6 separate regions of the Mus musculus genome follow, and all the other regions are linked to region 4. The links are chromatin contacts, called in public Micro-C and promoter capture Hi-C maps. All regions are on one chromosome and are shown on one strand. The core of a region is the stretch at or near the end of the contact, and the rest is flanking DNA. Distances in the headings are between cores, read along the strand shown. Region 1 holds the start of Itgb8 (integrin beta 8). Region 2 holds the start of Esyt2 (extended synaptotagmin-like protein 2). Region 3 holds the start of Wdr60 (WD repeat domain 60). Region 4 holds the start of Cdca7l (cell division cycle associated 7 like). Region 5 holds the start of Ncapg2 (non-SMC condensin II complex, subunit G2). Region 6 holds the start of Sp8 (trans-acting transcription factor 8).

What was found. Promoter capture Hi-C pulls out the DNA fragments that hold promoters and counts their contacts. A called contact is a pair of places that touch in the nucleus more often than the background predicts.
Region 1: a promoter capture Hi-C map of hippocampal neurons shows a contact between it and region 4, with 3 times the contacts expected there. The contact joins the promoter of Itgb8 here to the promoter of Cdca7l in region 4. A contact is called at or near these places in 9 of 39 promoter capture datasets (the 3T3-L1 cell line, cranial neural crest, embryonic stem cells and 4 more), 1 of 484 Hi-C or Micro-C datasets (embryonic stem cells) and 2 of 115 datasets of contacts at active chromatin or transcription factors (astrocytes and stem cell-derived neural progenitor cells).
Region 2: a promoter capture Hi-C map of pre-B cells shows a contact between it and region 4. The contact joins the promoter of Esyt2 here to the promoter of Cdca7l in region 4. A contact is called at or near these places in 4 of 39 promoter capture datasets (the C10 cell line, hippocampal neurons, liver and 1 more).
Region 3: a promoter capture Hi-C map of hematopoietic stem and progenitor cells shows a contact between it and region 4. The contact joins the promoter of Wdr60 here to the promoter of Cdca7l in region 4. A contact is called at or near these places in 4 of 39 promoter capture datasets (hematopoietic stem and progenitor cells, hippocampal neurons, liver and 1 more).
Region 5: a promoter capture Hi-C map of pre-B cells shows a contact between it and region 4. The contact joins the promoter of Ncapg2 here to the promoter of Cdca7l in region 4. A contact is called at or near these places in 1 of 39 promoter capture datasets (pre-B cells) and 2 of 115 datasets of contacts at active chromatin or transcription factors (astrocytes and large pre-B cells).
Region 6: a Micro-C map of embryonic stem cells shows a contact between it and region 4, with 5 times the contacts expected there. The contact joins the promoter of Sp8 here to the promoter of Cdca7l in region 4. A contact is called at or near these places in 22 of 39 promoter capture datasets (the 3T3-L1 cell line, 3T3-L1-derived adipocytes, the C10 cell line and 12 more), 2 of 15 datasets of contacts at CTCF or cohesin (the NIH/3T3 cell line and embryonic stem cells), 19 of 484 Hi-C or Micro-C datasets (the HL-1 cell line, Sertoli cells, embryonic stem cells and 3 more), 17 of 115 datasets of contacts at active chromatin or transcription factors (VIP interneurons, bone marrow-derived macrophages, embryonic forebrain and 9 more) and 5 of 9 other capture datasets (adipose tissue, embryonic stem cells, liver and 2 more).

The regions. Positions count from the first base shown.
Region 1 is chr12:119,236,848-119,240,061 of GRCm38.p6, reverse strand. Itgb8 (integrin beta 8) reads left to right here and starts at 1,786. Exons shown (of 14, transcript NM_177290.3): 1 at 1,786-2,390. The coding sequence starts at 2,264.
Region 2 is chr12:116,279,684-116,282,811 of GRCm38.p6, reverse strand. It overlaps Esyt2 (extended synaptotagmin-like protein 2), which reads right to left and starts at 1,590. Exons shown (of 22, transcript NM_028731.5): 1 at 1,140-1,590. The coding sequence starts at 1,469.
Region 3 is chr12:116,261,693-116,264,863 of GRCm38.p6, reverse strand. It overlaps Wdr60 (WD repeat domain 60), which reads left to right and starts at 1,839. Exons shown (of 22, transcript NM_146039.3): 1 at 1,839-2,013. The coding sequence starts at 1,999.
Region 4 is chr12:117,842,038-117,845,134 of GRCm38.p6, reverse strand. It overlaps Cdca7l (cell division cycle associated 7 like), which reads right to left and starts at 1,274. Exons shown (of 10, transcript NM_146040.1): 1 at 1,178-1,274. The coding sequence starts at 1,201.
Region 5 is chr12:116,403,379-116,406,906 of GRCm38.p6, reverse strand. Ncapg2 (non-SMC condensin II complex, subunit G2) reads right to left here and starts at 1,471. Exons shown (of 29, transcript NM_133762.4): 1 at 1,446-1,471; 2 at 1,030-1,205. D430020J02Rik (RIKEN cDNA D430020J02 gene) reads left to right here and starts at 1,746. Exons shown (of 2, transcript NR_028421.1): 1 at 1,746-1,940; 2 at 2,264-3,528.
Region 6 is chr12:118,845,804-118,848,959 of GRCm38.p6, reverse strand. It overlaps Sp8 (trans-acting transcription factor 8), which reads right to left and starts at 1,727. Exons shown (of 2, transcript NM_001379379.1): 1 at 1,619-1,727; 2 at 1-581. The coding sequence starts at 1,639.

The DNA of each region.
Region 1 (3,214 bases), core at 537-3,036, 1.4 Mb before region 4:
TACTGTTAGTCCAATGTACAGTCCACACCTGAAGAAAGGGGAGTTTTTGATGTTGTGGTTTATTAACCAGGTACTTTCCATTCACTGTCAACAATTAGAAAACAGAAAGAAGTTTTTTAAAGAGGAGGGTTGGTGGGACCTCCTACTTGTTTTCTTTACTCCAAATAAGAAGCCGGAAACAATTAAGGAGAAAAAAATCCCCTATAGTTCACCTTGACCTGGCTGGACTGGGTCTGATGCCTGAAAAAAGTGGTGTTGTGTAAGCCACTAGTAAAAAAAAGTCGAACTGAACTTCAATACAATGAAAATTATTGGGCTCTAGGGGAAACTAGGAGCCAAGGTCTCCAGTATCAAATTAGAAAAGGAGCTCTTTCCCAAACCTAGAGAACTGTGTTTCTTCCTTCTCCTTAAGGTGTCGAGGGCGCTGACAAGACCTGGAGAGGCAATGCTACTACTTCCTTGGCTGTCCAGTTTAGCAACGCTTTAGCCTCACCCAAAACTGCAAAACTGAATTGCAAGCTTGTATTCATTCACTCTTCTGCTGCCATCTGCAACTTCTTGTTTCCTTTTACTGAGAAGGTGGCGTTTAAGGTCAAAAGATCCATTGTAACCAACAAAAGGCCAAAGAACCACAAACAGACCCTGGGAAAAAGCTAGGCTGCCCCTTTCAGGGCTGAGGGTCTACAAAAGGAACAACGAAATATATCTGACAGTAGAATACATCTTGTCTAAATCTCCAAAGTCTGGGAAGACCTCAGACAGATTTGGGATCAGACACAGGGCAAGGTCTTAAGGCTGCAAGGAAAGCGGGCAGTGAATACTCTGAGAGCAGTGTTGGGGGAGGGGAGAGGCCCCCGAAATCTACTTTGTATTCAGCAGCTGCGGGCCAGTAAGGATTCCTGAACAAAGGAGCACGCGGCAAGAGGATGAAATGTTGGGGTTCATGCTGCCACTCGAGCTGCGAGAAGTTTTCCACCTATACCGTTATGGAAGCGTTGGAACTCAGAATTGGGGGGCGAGGGGGTGAGAGAAAAGAGAACTCAGCATGCGATTCCTGTTGCGCCACTACGCACCAGGAATTCTTGAGAACGATGGGAATGGCAACTATTAGATTCGAGGGGGGAGAAAAAAGAGCTGGAGTGAGCAAAACAAAGAGCGAGTGTGGGCCGCGGTGACTTCATGCCTCACCAATGTCCCGCCCACGCTACTCCGAGCTGGAGCTGTTTGCTGCTTCTGCTGCTGCTGCTGTCCTGGGCCGCCACTGCGCTTGCTGGCGACCCAAGCAAGGAGCACTGTAGCGTGGGGAGGTTTCCTAGCAACTCTCAGCTCGGAGCACGCCCAGCCACCCGAAAGCTGGGAGCCCCCACGGGGGACCACAGAACTAGATCACCCCATCCCTGCCCATCGCCTGCCTCTCTTCCCTCTCATCCCAGAACGCATCAGCTGCCAGGGTTCTGGGTGGCCAGACGCCTGAGCCGACAGAGTCCGAGAAAGGACAAGGGTACGCAGCTCCCTCCCAGCGAGGTGCATGGAACATCCCCTTCTAGCCCAGTAAGCAACTGGGATGCCTTGTTGGTTGCCCGCGAGTGCAGACAGGAGCTTCTAGGGAGCTCGCGGAGCTGCTTCCCCAAGCTGCTGGCACCCGTGTCTCCTCTCCCGCCAATCGGAACGCTGCCGCCTGAACCTCTGCTAGCTGCGACTAAGTGGAGTTGGCCTCCCTGCCCACCTGTGGAAGAAGCTAGCACCGACTGATGCGCCAGCAACTCCCCCACCCCCTTGGCCTTCTAGCCGTCCCCTCCCACTAAAGCAGCATCACCCTGTGAATTACATTAGGGTGGTTTTCCCCCCAGCCTCAGGCTTTGTTTGGGTTTGATTGTGTTTGGCTCTTCGCTAAGCTGATTTATGCAGCAGAGCCCCATCGGCTGGGGAGAAACAAAAGCTCTTTTCTTTGTCTGGGAGCGGACTGTGGAGCCCGTACTTGCTTCGCCCCCGCGGGCCATCGGCTGTCCAAGGAGGTGCTTTTTGTTGAGACTGCAAGCCCCGCCGTGCGGAGCTGGGAGGGCCTTAAGGGCCCTGAGATGCAGAGAGCTGCCCTGGACCGAATACCTGTATCGCCTACTGAGAGCAACTGGGTCGGCCAACCCGGCCTGTCGAAAAGGTCCTAGGGACTCGCAGCCCACGGGCCTCAAGGTGCGCTCTCAAGTCGGGAGAGCGCATCAGGAAAGCAACTAGGCAGTAGGCACCGGGCGGGCTGCTTTGCATTATGTGCGGCTCGGCCCTGGCTTTTCTGACTGCTGCACTGCTCTCTCTGCACAACTGCCAGCGAGGTCCAGCCTTGGTTCTTGGGGCAGCCTGGGTATTTTCACTTGTTCTCGGACTGGGCCAAAGTGGTAAGTTATTTTACTTTGTTTTCTTCCCTTCTCCCAAAGTCTTGGGCTGGTATTGAGAGCTTATGGCCTGGGCATCCCTGACAGGTAAGTGGAAGATGTCAGTCCTGGTCAGTCCTGCTGAGACTTCAGGAGGGCAGGTGTGTAACAAAGTTCTCCATAAAGAAGCCAGGTATCAGGCATTTTCACCCCTAAGTGACAGCAATAGTCCACAGTGCTGGGAAAAGTTTATTTGAGTTGAAGTTTGGGAAAGAGTCTGTTGTACTTACAGAATGCAGTTTGGGGGTTCCAGTATTTCCTGAGGATATCACTATATAGTCTGTATTCCCCAACTTTTCACCTTAGGGGTGGAGCATCATCCACTAAGAGCCTGTGGCTAAGATGGTTTATAAAAGGAAAGAGTCTTTCATTTATTGGTCTAAGAAAGAACAAGTTTCTTCTGCCATAACATTCAGCTTGAATGAATTAATGCCCTTGAGGAATATCCATTCATGGTTTAAGCCACTGCCCTGCGGAGGGGTGGGATTGTTAAATTATTGTGGCTAAATGATCTGTCCCCTAAGTTTGGTCTCTGTTACCAAGAGGTCACCTCTCTATAAACTTTTATTGTCTTCATCTGTAAAACAGATATAGATGCCTACCTTTCCCAAGTCATTTCTAGTCAGACAGTGCATGAGAGGGGGCTTGGCACTTTAACATGTTAGCATTGTATTCTTGGTGACTCATGAAACAGAATAAGTAATAATAACAATCTAAGGATTAAATTTACCATAGAGGCCAAATGTTTTTTTTTTTTTTTTTTGCAGATGGAGTTACCATTGCCTTAT
Region 2 (3,128 bases), core at 341-2,840, 1.6 Mb after region 4:
TCAAAACTTACCACTACCTACTTCCACAGACATTTACATCAAGCCTAACATTGTGCAACATTTATCTTAAAATATGCACTATTTCCTTCTATCTGAAACTATGACACTAACTCTTTGCTAAGAAAGACAGTGAAGAGAAAAAGATGATAATGCCTTCTCCAATAGGTTCAAATACTCAATAAGTAAAAAGCAATTTTAGGAAAAAATAATCAATACCATAACTTATCATTACTGTTAACACTTTCAAAATCTCCCTCTATATATGTTAGATCCTGGATATTAAATGATCATATCAAAGTGCCTAGTCTTCCCTCTGGTATTTTAAACAATGAAACAAACATTTCAATTCTTCTAACATAAGCTTTTCAGGAACACTTCAATCGTGTTAGACACAACTAAGAAATGAATGAGTCTTCCTGATTTTTTTAATTAACTTCTCCCCATATTGGCTGTCACTACTTTTTAAATCAGAAAGGAGAATCTGGACGGTTCCAGGCCTGCAGCGCCATGCTTGCAAAAGGTTTACAGAATCGCTCTGGACAACTGAGATCTCATCGCCCACCAAGTGTGCTTCTGGGCGGTAGTCACTGCCAGCATGAGAGGAGGAAGAGGCCCAGCAACTAACAATGACCAGTTCTGCCAAGTTAGGAAGTATTCACTACCTGCGCACTTTGCTAGCGATGGGCGAGGAGGACTGAAAGCCAGGAAGAGGACTGAGAGCGGACACTCTCGGAGCAGATAATGACCAGGACACCTCGCCCAGGATGAGGGTGGGGACAGCAATAAGGACACCTGACTTAGGTGGGGGAGGCGGTGCGCTGACACAAGTGAGACTCGGACGCAGACCGTCGCTCAGAGCCGGGGTGGGCCACAGTGGCCAGAACTCCCGAGGAAAGCAGGTGGGCAGAGTGCTGACAGCAGACAGCAGTTTACAGCAGGAGAGGCAGACAGCAGTAAGGTCGCACACCTGACTCGGTCCGGGATCCTGGTTGTGCGGATCCCGGATCGGACGGAGATTCGGAACAAGCGGTGGCTGACACTTCACTCGGGCTGGGGCTTGAGTTCCCCACCCGTCACTGAGAAGGGGAGAAGGGTGGTGCGGACCTGACTCCGCTCAGGTCTGGGGGGGCAACACTCACCCAGGCGGGCAGGTCGCAGGCGCGCACTCCCAGGCGCACAGCTTGCTCCTCGTCCTCCAACAGCGCCAGCGCGCGGCACAGGCGGCTGGCCTTGAGGCCGCGGCTCCGGCGGCACCAGGCGAGCAGCCCGAGCGCCAGCAGCACCCAACTGAAGCTCAGCCCCAGGTAGCCCAGGGCGTACACCGGCAGCAGCAGCGCGAAGCTGCGCGCCAGCTGCCCCAGCAGCCCCGGCAAGTCCACACTCAGAGCGCTGCCCGGGGCCTCGGGCTCGGAGCGGCCCCCAGCCCGGCCAGGACCGGCCTCCGGCCCCTCGCCCCCCGCGCTACTCATCTCCAGCCGCGCTGAGCACTCCTCCCTGCCGAGGCGGGCGCGGCTCTCCCACGGACCGCAGGTCGCTCTAGCCCGCGCGCCAGCGCCCCACTGAGGGGGACCGCGGGCTCCACCGCTCCACTCCTCAAACGGGCGGGACTTGCCGTCATCACAGTGCGCAGGGCCCTCCCCCACCGAGGCCTCTCCCAGAGAGGGGCTTGCTCGGGCTGAGTGCGTGGTTTGGTGACGCAATCAGCATGCGCCCGACTCTTCCTCACTGGGATCCACTGTTCAGAGACAGCCGACCCTGAAAGAATCTAGGGCGGGGCGACGTGTCAGTCGCCAACCGGATCCCGCTCCCTCGTCCGCGCCCTCAGGAAAGATCCCCCGGCGGCGAATGGTCTGTGCCTGGTGTCATCGCGCGGTCGGACCCGCCTCTGCGCTGGGGTTGCTGTGCTGCTACTCTCCGGTCGTTACACCAAGAAGGGGCTGCAGGCGAAGCCATCACGCCAGGCAGGCCCCGCCCCTAACCTGTGAGGGCGGTTCGGTCTGCGCCCTCGGAGGGTGGGCGCCGCGCCAGGGGGACACACCCGGACTTGGCTCGCAGGGACGGCCGGAGAGGGAGGTGTGGCTTCCGCGGGTGTTGGAAGGGAGCAATGGCCCTGACTAGTGGGAAGGCTAGCGGGCTGAGTCCTTTCCAGCTTAGCGGAGAGCTCGGCGTTCGTCAGCCAACCTCTTGCCTGTCCTAGCTCCCTGGCGGAGAACTTGAACTTGCAGGTTCCTAGGGTGAGAGGATGGCTCCTGGGCCTGCCTCTGTGGAATGAGAACTTTGCGCCTGCTGCAGTAAAATTTACCTTGAGGCCTTACTGTGTGGTGGCGCCTCTGGGTCTAGTACTCCTTCAGGTCTGACTTCCCAAACAAAATGGCCCCAGTGAGCTTAGGAAAGCACAGTTGTCATGAAGATTTAAAAAAAAAAAAAAAAAAAAAAAAGGCAGCCAGGGTCCACCACCCCCTACCCCCGTCAAGGCCAAACTCTTAGGGGACATCTGAGGGGACATATGTGAAGCTTGCAAAAAAGAAAAAGGAAAAAAGGGAAGTAAGGAAAGGGAAGAGAAGAGAAAAAAAGACATCTGCTTTAAAGTTTGCTAAAGAGGAGCTGGAGAGATGGCCCAGCACCTGAGAACCCAATTCCTGAGTCAATTCCCAAAATCCACATCTGGCTGTTCACATGCACCTGTATCTAAAGCTCCATGGGATCTAATACCTCTGGTCTTCACAATCGCCTGTACACACACACACACACACACACACACACACAGAGGCATAATTTTTAAGAAAATTTTCCAGGAGGATAATTCCACGACTATGATTGTGGAATGTTGCAGATTCAGAGCCAAGTTATCCTGGGTCATACTTTGTTCCATTAGTAGCCATTCATTGCCCATCTCTTGTGTCTGATTTTATGCCACAATCCTTGTGATTCAAATATTAACCCACCACTACCTTGCACCAACACAAAGCTACCAGTGTCATCAGTATCTGAAACCTACAGAAAACAAAGTTCCCACTTTTCTGCAACCTGATGTTTTTGATTCACCAATGTATTTGAAAAAATAAATGCCTTGGTTTATGTAGTAAGTTCTGAATGAACAAATAAATGCAAATAAATAAATAAATGCA
Region 3 (3,171 bases), core at 590-3,089, 1.6 Mb after region 4:
TAGAGAAAGGGTGACTCAGTCCAGCCTTTCCACTAGCCTAAGTAGTTCCAACTATCAAAGGTGGAAAGAAGAAAAGGAAGTGTACACCCTGGGGAAGGGTAGGATACTGATGCTGTTCTGTCTCATTGCCGCTTTGTATAAATACCTAGCTTATGTTAACAATATAGGTAGTCTTTATGGAACACCAATATACAAAGACATCCTGCCAATGCCACATGTGACTTTAAAGCCTAGAGAGATGTGAGAGAAAGGTACTGAGTTTTGTAACAAAGTTGGTTTTCACTGTGAAATAAAAAGGCTTTGTTTGTATCCATAATAATGTGAAATTATAAATTAGTGTATAATCTAATTAGGGACATGGAAATTAAAAATGAAGACTATACACAAAAGAGAACGGAGGATAGCAACAAGTACATAAGTTATAAACTTTGAATTAAATCTGTAGGAAAGTGGTGCTGGACCAACACAGGAATGTTTGGGAAGAGTGAATGGACAGGGTGAAGGATCCATCTCCCAGGCAGGCCATGCATCTGAACAGTGTGTGAATATTTAGGCGACTGCAGTGAGCAGAGAGTGGTGTTCCTTACTCGATCCTTCCCCTTCATTACCTGACTTTATTCTTTCCCCATGAACCTATCCCAACATCCAACTATAGCACCTGTCTCCCATTTGAATGCTTTGTAGCTTCACATTAAGAAGTTTTGTGTCATGACATTCAATACCCTTCACAAATTTGCACACACCTCCCTTTTCATCTCTAGCCATCTCTCCAGTCATGAAATCCAGACCCTTTGTTACAGGTGTGCTCTGCTCATTAAAGAAGCTTCTAATCACATGTGGGCTTTGGGTACTTGGGAGGTGGCTAGTCTTGACATATTCTGTAAGTAAAGAATTTTGAAGACACTACAAGTTTTTAAAAATACGTTAATACTTCAAATATATACTGCACGTTAAAGTGATAACAGTTTATGCCTGTCTCTGGTAAAATATACTATTAAATTTAACCTTTTTCAACTTTTGAAAATGTAGCTCCTGGGGTTGGGGAGATAGCTCCGTAGATAAAGCATTTGTCATGCAAGCACGCAGACCAGGGTCTGGATCACCATCACCCACGTAAAAGTCAGATGGGGCAGCCTGCTTCTAACCTCAGTGCTCATGAGGCAGAAATGGCCATAGGCAAGAACCAGTAAAATTCTGTAAGAACTGGACCAAAATAAACCACAGCCAACACCAAGATTACCTTCCCTCTAAGAAATGTACTGGATTAGTAGAAACAAAGATAATAGACCTTAAGCAAAGATGAAAGACTTAATGTATGTTAGTACCTTTTGTATGACAAGGATTTGGCTTAGTGACCTTTGTGTGGTGTTAAGTGAGTGGAAAGTCAAATTCTAACGTGGGTTACAGTAATATGTAACTTAGAAAAGTGTGCGAATAGTAAACTTCTCATCTGCAGAAAAAGCTCAGAATGCTAACATACGATCTAGATACTTCCTAAGTATCGCTAGGCAGACAGCCTAGTCTTGAACTCACAAAGATCCTTCTGCCTTGTCTCCATTGTAATAGAATTAACTAAAGGTGTGCGCTGCCGCAGTTGGCCACAAATGATTTTCATGAAAAGACAGTCTATAGGGTGTGAGTTGAGGAGGCAAAGCCTTGTTCAAGTATAAAGCTCAATCACCGTTTCCTTCCCATCTCTCGTTGTCAACTGTGAGGGTCAAAGAAGGATCAGACAAAGAAACTCAAGACATAAGAAAAGGCTCCTGCGTGTTTGCAGAAAACACGGGCGCGCAGGCGCGCGTGCTGGGGACGGCCGCGGGGCATGCTGGGCCAGCGCCTTCGGCCCGTTGCTAGGAGGCGGGGACGCCGGCCCTCCTGGGACCCAAGTCGCAGCAGGCCTGGCTGGCTGGTAGAGCTGAGCGACGGCGGGTTTATCTTCCTCCGGTGGCCCGCGCCTGCTGGGCCGAGGACACGCGGCTGTCCCGGCCTCGAGGAGCGATGGAGCCTGGGAAGGTCGGTGCGCCGCGGGGCCCAGCCTGGTCCGGCCCGCGCCCCCATTACCCCCCTCTTTCTTGGCAATGGAGATCGGGTTCCTCCTGGGCCTGCACTTAGGAGAGAGCTGGAGGCGGAGTTTGGGTCGAGGTCTCAGCTCTGCTGTTGCCTCTCACTTCTTAGCTCCAGGTGCGGTTTGTGGAGGAGTTTCTGGACTCATCCAGAGGCGAGGCTGAGTGTCAACTTCAGGAAGGCACAGGACTCCTGAAAAAAAAGTGCCGCAAGGTGAAACATGAGTCTCGTTAAGGTAGAAGGTTGTTGACTTTAACTTTGGTAGGTCGTTTATATCAAAAATCCATCTCTTAGGTTTTCCGGTTTGGTGCAATACAGGTTTTTAAAGTATGTCCTTATGGCCCTATTAACAACTCATGATAAATCCTATGAATTACCTTAGCGTCTATTATAAAGGACCCTTGTCTGCTTTAATTAATTTAGGTCTTCTCTTTCCATCTTTTAGTTTACTGGGTAAAAGTTTGCCCATTTTGTTGATCTTTCTGAAAGAGTCAGCTCTTTAGTTTCATTGATTCTTCGTACTGGTTTGTGTTGTTACAGTTTCTTTGATTTCAGTCCTGAGTTTGATTTTTTTTTTTTTGTGCCATCTACTCTTTTGGGGTTATTATTTCTTCTTGTTTTTCTAGGGCTTTCAGGTGCATCATGAAATTACCAATATAAAACCTCTCTAGTTTTTTGGTGGAGACACTTGGTGCTATGAACTTTCGTCTTACAAACTGTGTTCATTGTGCCCTGTAGGTTTGGCTATGTTGAATTTTTATTCAGTTTTAAAAAGTTTATTTTCCTCTGTGATTTTTGTTTTGACTCAATTTTCATTCAGTAGTAAGTTGTTCAGTGTCCATGAGTTTGTTTGGTATTGTTGATATTCAGCTTTACTCCATGGTGGTCAGATAGGATTCAGGGTGCTATTTCAGTTTTCTTATATGTATTGAGGCTTGCCTTGTGTTCTAATATGTGATCATGAGCTTTGGAAAAGAAAGAATATTCTTTAGAGTTTGGGTGGGATATTTGTGTGTGTGTTTGTCTGTCAATTTGACTTACGATATTTTTTGTTTGTTTTGTTTTTTCATTTGCTTTTTTAAACTCCAGCAACTTCTCTGTTTAGTT
Region 4 (3,097 bases), core at 25-2,524:
TTCCTGGAGAAGCTCAGGCTAGCCACGTGCAAAAGCAAAACAAAAACAACAACAAAAACCCTAAAGCCTGAGTCTAGCTCAGTACAGTTTTTCTTTTCTCCCTTCACTGGTGAAACCTTTTAAAATACTTTCTCACAAACCTCCACTTTCAGGACATTCTCAGCGGTCACTAACTGGACAAAGTGGCCACTGGTATCTAGCCAGCTAGCTAGTTCTCTAATTTGCCAGCACAAAGGTAAGTGCCAGACCTGGGCAGGCCAGGTCTGGTAAAGCTTGGGCGCTGTTCCACCAGGCTCAGAGTCTACAGGTAGACTACAGGGGTAAACGCAGTTCAAGAAAGGCTACATTCATGTAAAATATCCCGCACCCCACGAGCAGGGGGCTGGCCATTCCTTCTCTTTTCAAAGTTTTTCTTAGTTCATTTTTAAAAATGATTTGCTTATCACTATATTAAAAAGTGTGTGTCTGTTTAGGTGTCTTGTGGTTGTCGTTTTTTTAACAGAGTGATAATTTTAAGTAGAGAAAAACCTTGAGACTGTAAACTAACAGAAATCACAATCCTGGCACGCAATGACCCTTTGGAAGACTTATTCTCAAGTGTTAGTGAAGTTTCAAAACTTAAATTAGACCCATAATGCATAATGGATTTGCCCTTCGCTTAAGATTTGCAATCTTGAAGTTGTTTGTTAACTTGGCCTAAAGATGTTACTTACCATTTGCCAAGTAGTAAATTTATTAAAGTTCTAGAATAAAACCTACAGCAACTCAATAAAAGACTGGTATAGTGTGAGTCTCGAGATTTCTTTCTTTCTTTTTTTTTTTTTTTTTTTTTTTTAATTGCTTTTTTCTTAATCTTCCTGACCTCTGGTGCCAGTTCCGGCGAGGAAGGGGGTTGGGGAGAAATTGCACGCTGCCCTCCCGCGCGCCCCTCCCCCAGGTCTCGGGGCGCTGCACCCCGTAGCTCCCGGCCTGCAGCTCCAGAATAGGCATCCCCACCTGAGCCCCGGCTGCAGGGGCCAAACCTGCAGACCCGGGGTGGTACAGCAGGGAGCCACGCGCACTCCTACAGGACCTAAGTTCCCAGCACCCGGCCCTCCGCGTGGACCAGCCCGGCAGGACAGGGCGGGGCGGGGCATGCAGAAAGCGGCCGGGGACCAGGGCTGGGGGAAACCCTCACCTGGGAGCGCGTGGCCAGCTCCATCTTCCCTGCTGGGCTCACTTCCCTGAGCCCTGCACGCGGCCACCCGGGCTGGCGCGGCCCCGAGCACGCAGCGCGCGGAGTTTGCCGTGGAACAGCGCACTGAGTTCAGATGGGGGGGACAGCGCGGCTCCGCGCGCACCGCGCAACCTCGCACAGCCTCGGGCCACGCGCCCGCACCCGGGCCTCTCCACCTGCGGTCCAAGCCTTAAGGCCGGCGCGGGAGCGCGCAAAGGGAGCGCGCGACCGGCATTGGCCGGCGTGTTTGGTTGCGCGGGCTTCCCCCTACCGCGCAGGTCCGCGGTGGAGCCGTCCGCTCAGGTTCGCGCGGGAGACTCAAGCTGAGGCTGCACGCGCCTCTGAGCTCCGGGTACCTGGCCCGCTCAAACTCCGCAGCGCCAACCTCCGTGTCCTCGTGGCCTGAGTTCCAGGAGTGTTGCGTAGAGGCCGCGGAGCTGGCTTTGCTTTGTTGTTGGTAAGGGGCGTGGTCTGTGCGCCTCCGAAAAAGTGGCTGCCCAATTCACTGCAAAAGCCAATCACCCAAGTTTTCTAACACTGGGCAGAGGGCGACGCAGCACCCTGCACACCACACACTACAAGCAAGACCTCCGTTCTTGCCAGAGCTCCCCAGTAAGTGCCTAGATGCTAGTCACTAGCACCTACTCACCGCGGAAATGCTGGGATAGGCCTCCTGACTCAGGAATAAACAAAAACTATCTACTAGGTTGAACTTTATGGACTGGGAGCCATTACCCCCAGGATAATATGAATAACCATAGTGATAACGCAAATCTCATGATGATGATAATTATGTCACCATCACTAATTTGATGGATAATTGAAATGATTAGTAACCTAATTCCTACCACTGATTAAAAATGATAAATCTAATAATGAAAGTGCATGGACATGTAAACTTGGAACAAGTTAGATGCCATGAGGGACTGGGGAATGGTAATCTAATGGCATGGAGTGGGCTGGAGGCATCAAAGACTTAGAGCTTGAGTCAGTAGCCTGAGGCATTTAATGAGTGGAGACAGTGGGAGGCCCAAAGCAAGCCTGAGGAGCTGAAAAATGACAAGTGGAAAGGTTTAGCACAGGATGGGGTCATGAGGTGATACAGTAACAGCTTGCCTGAGTAGAAGTTTATGCAGCCAGTCTCAGCTCCTTGGATCCAGTACTCATCCTTCTGTTGTTGCTGAATGAATAGTTGAAGTTGCCAGAATGTTCTCTCAGGCTTCAGGAGGAAACGTCAAGGAAAGAGGTGTCTTGCTTTCTTCGTTAGTTGAGCAACATGTTACCAGTGTTGGGGAATGAAGTTAAGAAAACAGTGTCTAACTTTAGAAATGCACATGGCCTGGCTTAGTTGCCTATAATCCCAGTTCTGTGGAGGCAGGGGCAGGAGGATTCTGAATTTGAGACCCTACCTCAAAACAGAAGAAAAGAAAAATGCTTTACTTCTCCCGGATAATGTGTATTATTGCTGTGACTACTTCATATGTAGTATTTCCTAGAATTCTCTCAACATTCATCCAGATACCCCTCGACAGCAGCGTTCCACCAAACCAGAAAACATTTTCAGGCTTCTAGAGTACACCCAACATTCTTTCTCCCGTTTTTCTTTTTGTTTCCTTAGGTTGCCAGGAAGAACAGTAAAAATGTATTAATCAAAGCTAGTTTTAGTCTAAGATAATTGTATCTTCCTGTGATCTAAGGGCTGTGTTTGCAGTTATTTCTATTATTATTTCTACTGTAGACTACATACAGCAAATCCCTATTGTAAAGGGAGCATTGGTTTGAAGTAGCAAAGCATTTGGAACCTAGCTATCATTGGGAACCTATTTAGACCACTGGACCTTCCCACTTTAGAAGCCTTCATTATGCAGCCTATGCTTGGTT
Region 5 (3,528 bases), core at 222-2,721, 1.4 Mb after region 4:
GACTTATGCAATAGGGTCAGGCTCATCTCCACATCTGAATTCTGCAGACTCCACTTCTAAAGTCCCATTCCTCCAAGAAGATCCCACCCAACAATTCTCTCTTGTTTTTCAAGAGAGAGACTTGGAAGTAAAACCACAAAAACAGCCCTGAGGTCACCTGGGAGCTTGTTAGGCAGTGCATCTGTGCCCCACTCCAGCACCCTCCCCTCCTCTGCACACCTACAGGATAATGAGAGCTCTGGGGACCTTGCTCATTCTTCTTCCTACATGTGATCTCCCAGGTAAAATGCCATCCTATTTTACCTTTACACCTGGTGCTACGATGACATACTCAAAACAAAAACCTAACAATACAGTTACAACAAATGATATTTGCAACAGGTCTTCTCATCTTAAGAATAAATTTGAAAATCTCTCATACCTTTAGAAATACAGCAATATGGAGAATTATTGGCATTAATTATAGAGTGTGAATCACAATAAATATGCATTCCTATTCTAAATTGAATAAAAGTAGAAAATAACCTCAATTTGACAACTCCTCATATTAGTAAATTTTAAATATAGCCACTTCATTCCCCGATTCAAATGGCTGAATTGTGAACCATAACTTTTTTGTGATGAATAAAATGGAGAGGGAAAGGTGGGTTGCCAGTATCACCACTTTACTAATTATGGTCACTTTGTTTACTTAAGTACATGTCTTTGGCAACTTAGTATGCCATATAATGTCTACATATGCTACTTACAAACCGTGACTCCGTATCTTGATTTTTCTCTTTCCTTAGTTCATAACTAAGTTGCTCCCTAGATCAGTCCTAGGTATAGGTTCGGGTTCCTCCCTTATGTCAGTGCAAGAATAAATCCAGCGTCTTCACCACCACGTCAGGCCCCAGTTAAGTGTCAACACTGCTGTCCTCCCTAGTCAGCTCCCCAGCCCCGTGCCAGGATCTTCCATGTCATTCTCTGGTCAGGGCTGGGGTTCTCGCTAGTCAACCCGGGTGCAGGTCTTTGGTACTACCTACTCACCCAGGCTCCTTCTCAGGGGTCTTCTCTAGTCAGACTCAGGTCTGCGTCCCCGGTCCTCCGTAGTCTGCATCAGGTCCTTGCCTGAGAGCCTCCCTACTGTGCGCAGGTCATTTTCCGGAGTCCTCGCCAGTCACACTCGGGCCCTCTCCCGGGGTCGTCCTAGTCTGAGGTCCTACCTAGTGAACCCGGGTTCCAGGCTGAGATCCTCCCTGGCGAGCCCCGCTTCTCGGTCTGGGATCCTTCCCAGTCAGCCGGGGGATCCCGCTCTGCCCTCCCGCAGCACCTCCCGCTCCACAAGCGCTCGAAACCGATGGCGGCCGCGGACGTGAGACCCGCGACGGTGTCCGCCGCCCAGCCGCGGTCGCCGGCCGCCGAGTCCTACTCACCTCCCACCCAACTCACCGCGCGGCGCTCACCTCACCACAGACCCATAGTTTCCCGCGCTCGGACCAGATTCAAACACACCCGCGTATACCCCGGACGCTCCCGCCCTCCACCCCGTCACCAGTCGCCGCTCTCACGAGATCTGACGCCGTCCCGGCCACGCCCATATCCCCCACAGCTCTGCAGCCAGGCTCCGCCCCCAAGGCCCAAGCACCGCCTCCTGGGCGTGACTCAGAGCCTCTGGCGGGAGTCTCTTTAGCGCGCTCACGGGATGCGCAGGCGCAGAGCTGCTGGCTGTGTTTCCCGCCCTCCGCCCACACACACCCACCTTCCTTGGGAGCGCTGCTGTTGCTTCTGTGTTCCTTGCCAGCTGCTCGGTGAGACGTCACGCTGATATCAGACGGAGGAGGGAGAGCAAGTCCGAGACTGCTCAAGTGGTAACCAAGAAGATTCTTGAAGAAATCCTGCCTCGGTTCGGGATCCCTAAGGTAATCGGCTCAGACAATGGGCCCGCATTTGTTGCCCAGGTAAGTCAGGAATTGGCCACACAATTGGGGACTAATTGGAAGTTTCTAAGTGTGCTTATAGGCCCCAGAGCTCAGGACAGGTAGAAAGAATGAGTAGGACTTTAAAAGAGACCCTTACTAAATTAGTCATGGAGACCGGCGGAAAGGACTGGGTGACTCTCCTTCCCTTTGCGCTCCTCAGGGTCCGAAACACTCCTGGACATTTCGGTCTTACCCCTTATGAGATTCTCTTTGGGGGACCGCCTCCCTTAACTGAGTCAGGTGGGATATTGGATCTTGGCACTGACTCATCCTCACCCTCTGCTCTTTTTGCTCACCTAAAGGCCCTAGAGGTTGTTAAAACACAGATCTGCAACCAGATCAGAGAAGCCTACACTCCGGGAACCATAGCAGTGCCTCACGGGTTCCAGGTTGGAGACTCAGTCTTGGTCAGACGACATCGCACTGGCACGCTTGAGCCCCGGTGGAAAGGACCGTATCTGGTGCTGTTGACCACCCCCACGGCAGTAAAAGTAGACGGGATCGCTGCTTGGATCCATGCCTCCCACGTCAAAAAGGCACCCAGCCAAGATGAAGACAACTGGATGGTGGCAGCCACTGACAATCCTCTTAAGCTTCGCTTGGGTCACAGGAGTCACCCTGGGCCTAAAGAACCACAACCCACACCAGCCTCTGACTCTAACTTGGCAAGTTCTCGGTCCTGATTCGGATCAGGTCTTGTTTACCACCTCCAAAACAGCGCCGCCAGGGACATGGTGGCCAGACCTAGCCTTCTGCCTCAAACAGATAATTCCAGCTGCTAGAAGCACTCCCCCTAATCTAGTAAGAAGCTATGGATTCTACTGCTGCCCAGAGCACAGCAAGTGGTCCTTATGCGGAGGGTCAGCCTCCTATTATTGTGGCCAATGGAATTGTGTTACTTCCAACGATGGTGATTGGAAATGGGCTAGTGGTCATGTTCCTGACAGGGCTGAGTTCTCTTTTCAGAACTCAGGGCCTGGAAAGCACACCGTAATGGAACTGTATAAAAGGGCTGACTGTCGCCCCGATGATTTAGACAGAGTACTGATCAAATTTACAGACACAGGAAAAAAATATGACATCAAGGCATGGATAAGGGGCATGCGGTGGGGATTAGTTTTTTATGACTATAGTGGAAAGCCTGGGTCATCAGTCATGGTTCGTTTGAGCCTCAGTAGCCCCCGACCCAACCAGTAGGACCTAACCCTGTTCTAGTTGAAAAGCCTTCGTTACTGCTTCCCAGGCCTACCATCCCTGGGTCTCCATCAGACTATCCGACCAAGGCTCACACTCCTTCCTTGGATCGGGTTCCAACCACTCCCATGCCCCCAGATACCAAGAATCGCCTATTTAGCCTAATACAAGGGGCATTCCTGGTCCTCAATCGTACTGATCCCAACATTACTCGGTCTTGCTGGCTGTGCTATGCCTCTAGCCCCCCTTATTATGAGGGAATTGCTCAGATGAGGATTTATAATAAAACTTCAGACCCCTCTCAATGCCCTTGGGGGGAAAACAGAAAGTTGACTCTGGCAGCAATCTCAGGAAGTGGACTTTGTTTAGGCCG
Region 6 (3,156 bases), core at 478-2,977, 1.0 Mb before region 4:
TGCGCCATTCCCACGCGCGGGTAGATACCCTGCAGTCCGTCCACCGACGTGTGCACCTTGGAGATAAACACTGGCTGATGGGAGCTATCCTGCGAGTGCGCTCCGGAACCGCCGCCGCCTCCCCCGCCGCCGCCGCCGCTGCCCCCCGAGACGCCCGGAGCCTGGAACACAGAGTAGTCGTTGGCAAAGGGCGAGCTGGAAGCGGCAGCCGCCGCAGCTGCTGCCGCTGCGGCGGCGCTGCTGGAGGTGAGAGAGAAGGCGCTGGAGCCGGGCGAGCCTCCGCAGCTAAAAGAGTCGGACACCAGGGCTGCGGCCGCCGCTGCTGCCGCCGCTGCCGCCGCTGCGGCTGAGGAGGAGCCGCCGTTCCGGGAGGCCCCCGACACACCGAAGCTAGAGAGACTGGAACCCACTACGTTGCAGCTGCCGGAGGAGGAAGACGAGGAGCGTTTCCAAGGGTGGAAGCCTTTACCGAAGGAAGAAGAGCTGTCCGACAGGGAGGAGGGAGACGGGCTGGGGCTGCCGATCTTATTACAGGTAGCAGCAAGCATGGCCAGAGGAGTGGATCCCAACCTCGGTTCTTCCTGAGACCGGAGCAGAGAAGAAGGGTGGGGGAGGGGTAGTGGGCAAAGGGCCGGTGGGGGAGGGAGGAAAGAAATGTGTATTAGTCCCCTGGTAGCCTCCAGACGCCCCACTGCTCCCCATCTCTAGCTGCTGCACACTGCCACCAACTTACCCTGCACCCCCAGCTGCCCCGGCGCCCGGCTGCCTCCTACTCTACAGGAGGGGACAAGTTTGGCGGCGAGCGTCTGATTCTGGAGCAAAGCGCCACGCTAAAGAAGAGTTTAACAAGAATTCTCAACTAAGACGGCACTCTTGTGTTCACAAAGCCCTAGACGCTTTCGATCAAACGAACAGAAAGTCCAAATCCAGACTAGGGAGGGAGAAGTTTCCTTTTTACCTTACAACCTGGGGAAATTTCTGGATTGCGTTTAAGATCACTACACTGCAATCCCAAGAGAGCTTTGAAAACTCTTTTCAGATCCCCCTCAACCCATCCTTAGTTGCTTCTCCCCGGCTCTTCCATTACTCGCTCTTCCATTTTTTTCTTCTCTCTCTCTCTCTCTCTCTCTCTCTCTCTCTCTCTCTCTCTCTCTCCACCCCCTTCATCTCTCTCTCTCAATATATATCTCTCTATAATGGTAGAAATAAGACGAGCTCAACGTACCTGCAATACAAACCGGGCTGAGGAAAAATATTAAGGGGAAGGGGGAGAATCTGCAGTATGCCCAGGAGGGAAAAACTTACTCGCGTTCCCCTTCGAAATCGTCGAGTGTATTAGGGGCTATGCTCAGTTCTCCCGAGCAGGGAGCGGCCAGGCTCTGCGAGGTGGCGGGTCTCAATGCCCTACGAACCTTTCCTGTGCTGAAAAAAAAAAAAGTGGCTCTGCCTCCTCCCCCCCCCCTTTCTTTTTTCTAAACTCACTTGTATTTAGGGGGGTGGTGGTGGCTCTCAATAGAGAGACTGATAGCCCGTGGCCTGGCCGGGGCGACTTTAACCCCCTCCGATAGGCAATAAAAGGAAACTAATTAAACCAGCAAGAGAAGATCCTGAGACTCACCCCTAGAAGTGAAGTTGCCATCACACAGAAGCGCCCTCCTCCTCTCAGAGGATCTTTTTTATATTGATAAATCAGAGGCAGTGTTTTTTTTAGAGGTGTGCAATACAATGATCAGTTCCGCCCATTCCGCCACAATTGTAGCTCCCTCTCCGGCTTTGAAGTGCCGCGGAGGCGCGGCCAGCCAATCTGTGGCCTCGCCGGGCCGCGCGGCGCGCGCGCCGTGAGGTCATCGGCGCCGGCGGGAGTGTGGGGGTGCGAGTGTCGCAGAGTGTGCGTGTGCGCGCGCGTGAAAAATGATCGCGAGTGTGACCCACCTCGGAGAGAGCAGTGTAGAAAGCGGAGGGGTAACTGGGCAGGGTCGCAAAAACCGTGACCTAGCAAGGGCAGAGAGTGGTCGTACAACCACCGAGAGCGGGCCGAGTAACTACGTGTGTGACAAAAGGGGTCAGGGACAGAGCTGGAAAGTGTGTAAGGTAACTGAGTCCTTCTACCGTAGGGAGTCAGGAGCGACAGTACGTTCAATCCCGGGTGTGGAGAGGCGTGCACCCGTTTGGTGTAGGTGGAGAGTGGGTGCGCGCGATCGAGAGGGAAGACCGACGTGTGCGTGCGCGCGAGCACCAAAGCTAGGGGTAGGGAACCGAAACAATACAATAAAGTGTACGTGCCTAAGAGATTGGCGGTCTGGATAGAGAAACTGCGAAGTTGAGTGAGGCCAGTAAATAAACGCCCCAAGTCCTATCTTCAAGTTACTAACTTCCTCTGCCCTTTGAACATAAAAAAAGGAGTGACCCCCCCCCCCCAGCTTCCTGGACTCTTTCAGTATAGTTTTGAAGAAAATCTTGATACTTACCTTCCATTTCCTGATGTTTCGGTCAAATAGAAAGATTGGAAAGGGGGTAGTGATATGGTGCAAGTGTGCGCCTGCGCCTTTGAGTCCTTACTTAGATCTGGCCGCCCTTACCCTCTACCAGAGGTGGGATTCAAGCTTTGGAAGTGCACGTCCTGGAGGAGGTGTGTTTGCCCCTTGGCATGCAGTAAAATTACAAAAGGATTAGATGGAAAGAGGAGTAAGAGGGGGTGTGTTTTTCTCCCATTGGATGAGAAATTGAGGAGCATTTTACCCAGTTTATAAGTTTTCTCAGGTAACCCCACTGTGCCTTTCTGACAGAAAAATCAGAATGACTGAAATCTGTTGGTACTATTTATGTAAGAATGGAGGTGAGCTTTTCGGGCTGCATTTATAGGAGCATCTATGGTTTGAGCAAGCCATCTACCAGTGCGTTCGAGTCATCATGCGCATTTACTTCAAATTCTCTGCGTTTTAGTCACTTACTTGCTATTTTTATTATTAGTTGCCTTCAGAAATGTCATTACAATTCTGTGGTCACCACAACAGAAATTCTTAAGCCACAAAAAGGCCAGTACCAGTATGAAAGGAGAAAATCTAGTCCTTGGAGTCTTGTTGAATATTCATGCATTTTAAAACCACAATAATTCCTATTTTACCCTGTTAGGAAGACTCTCAGAAGTCTAATACT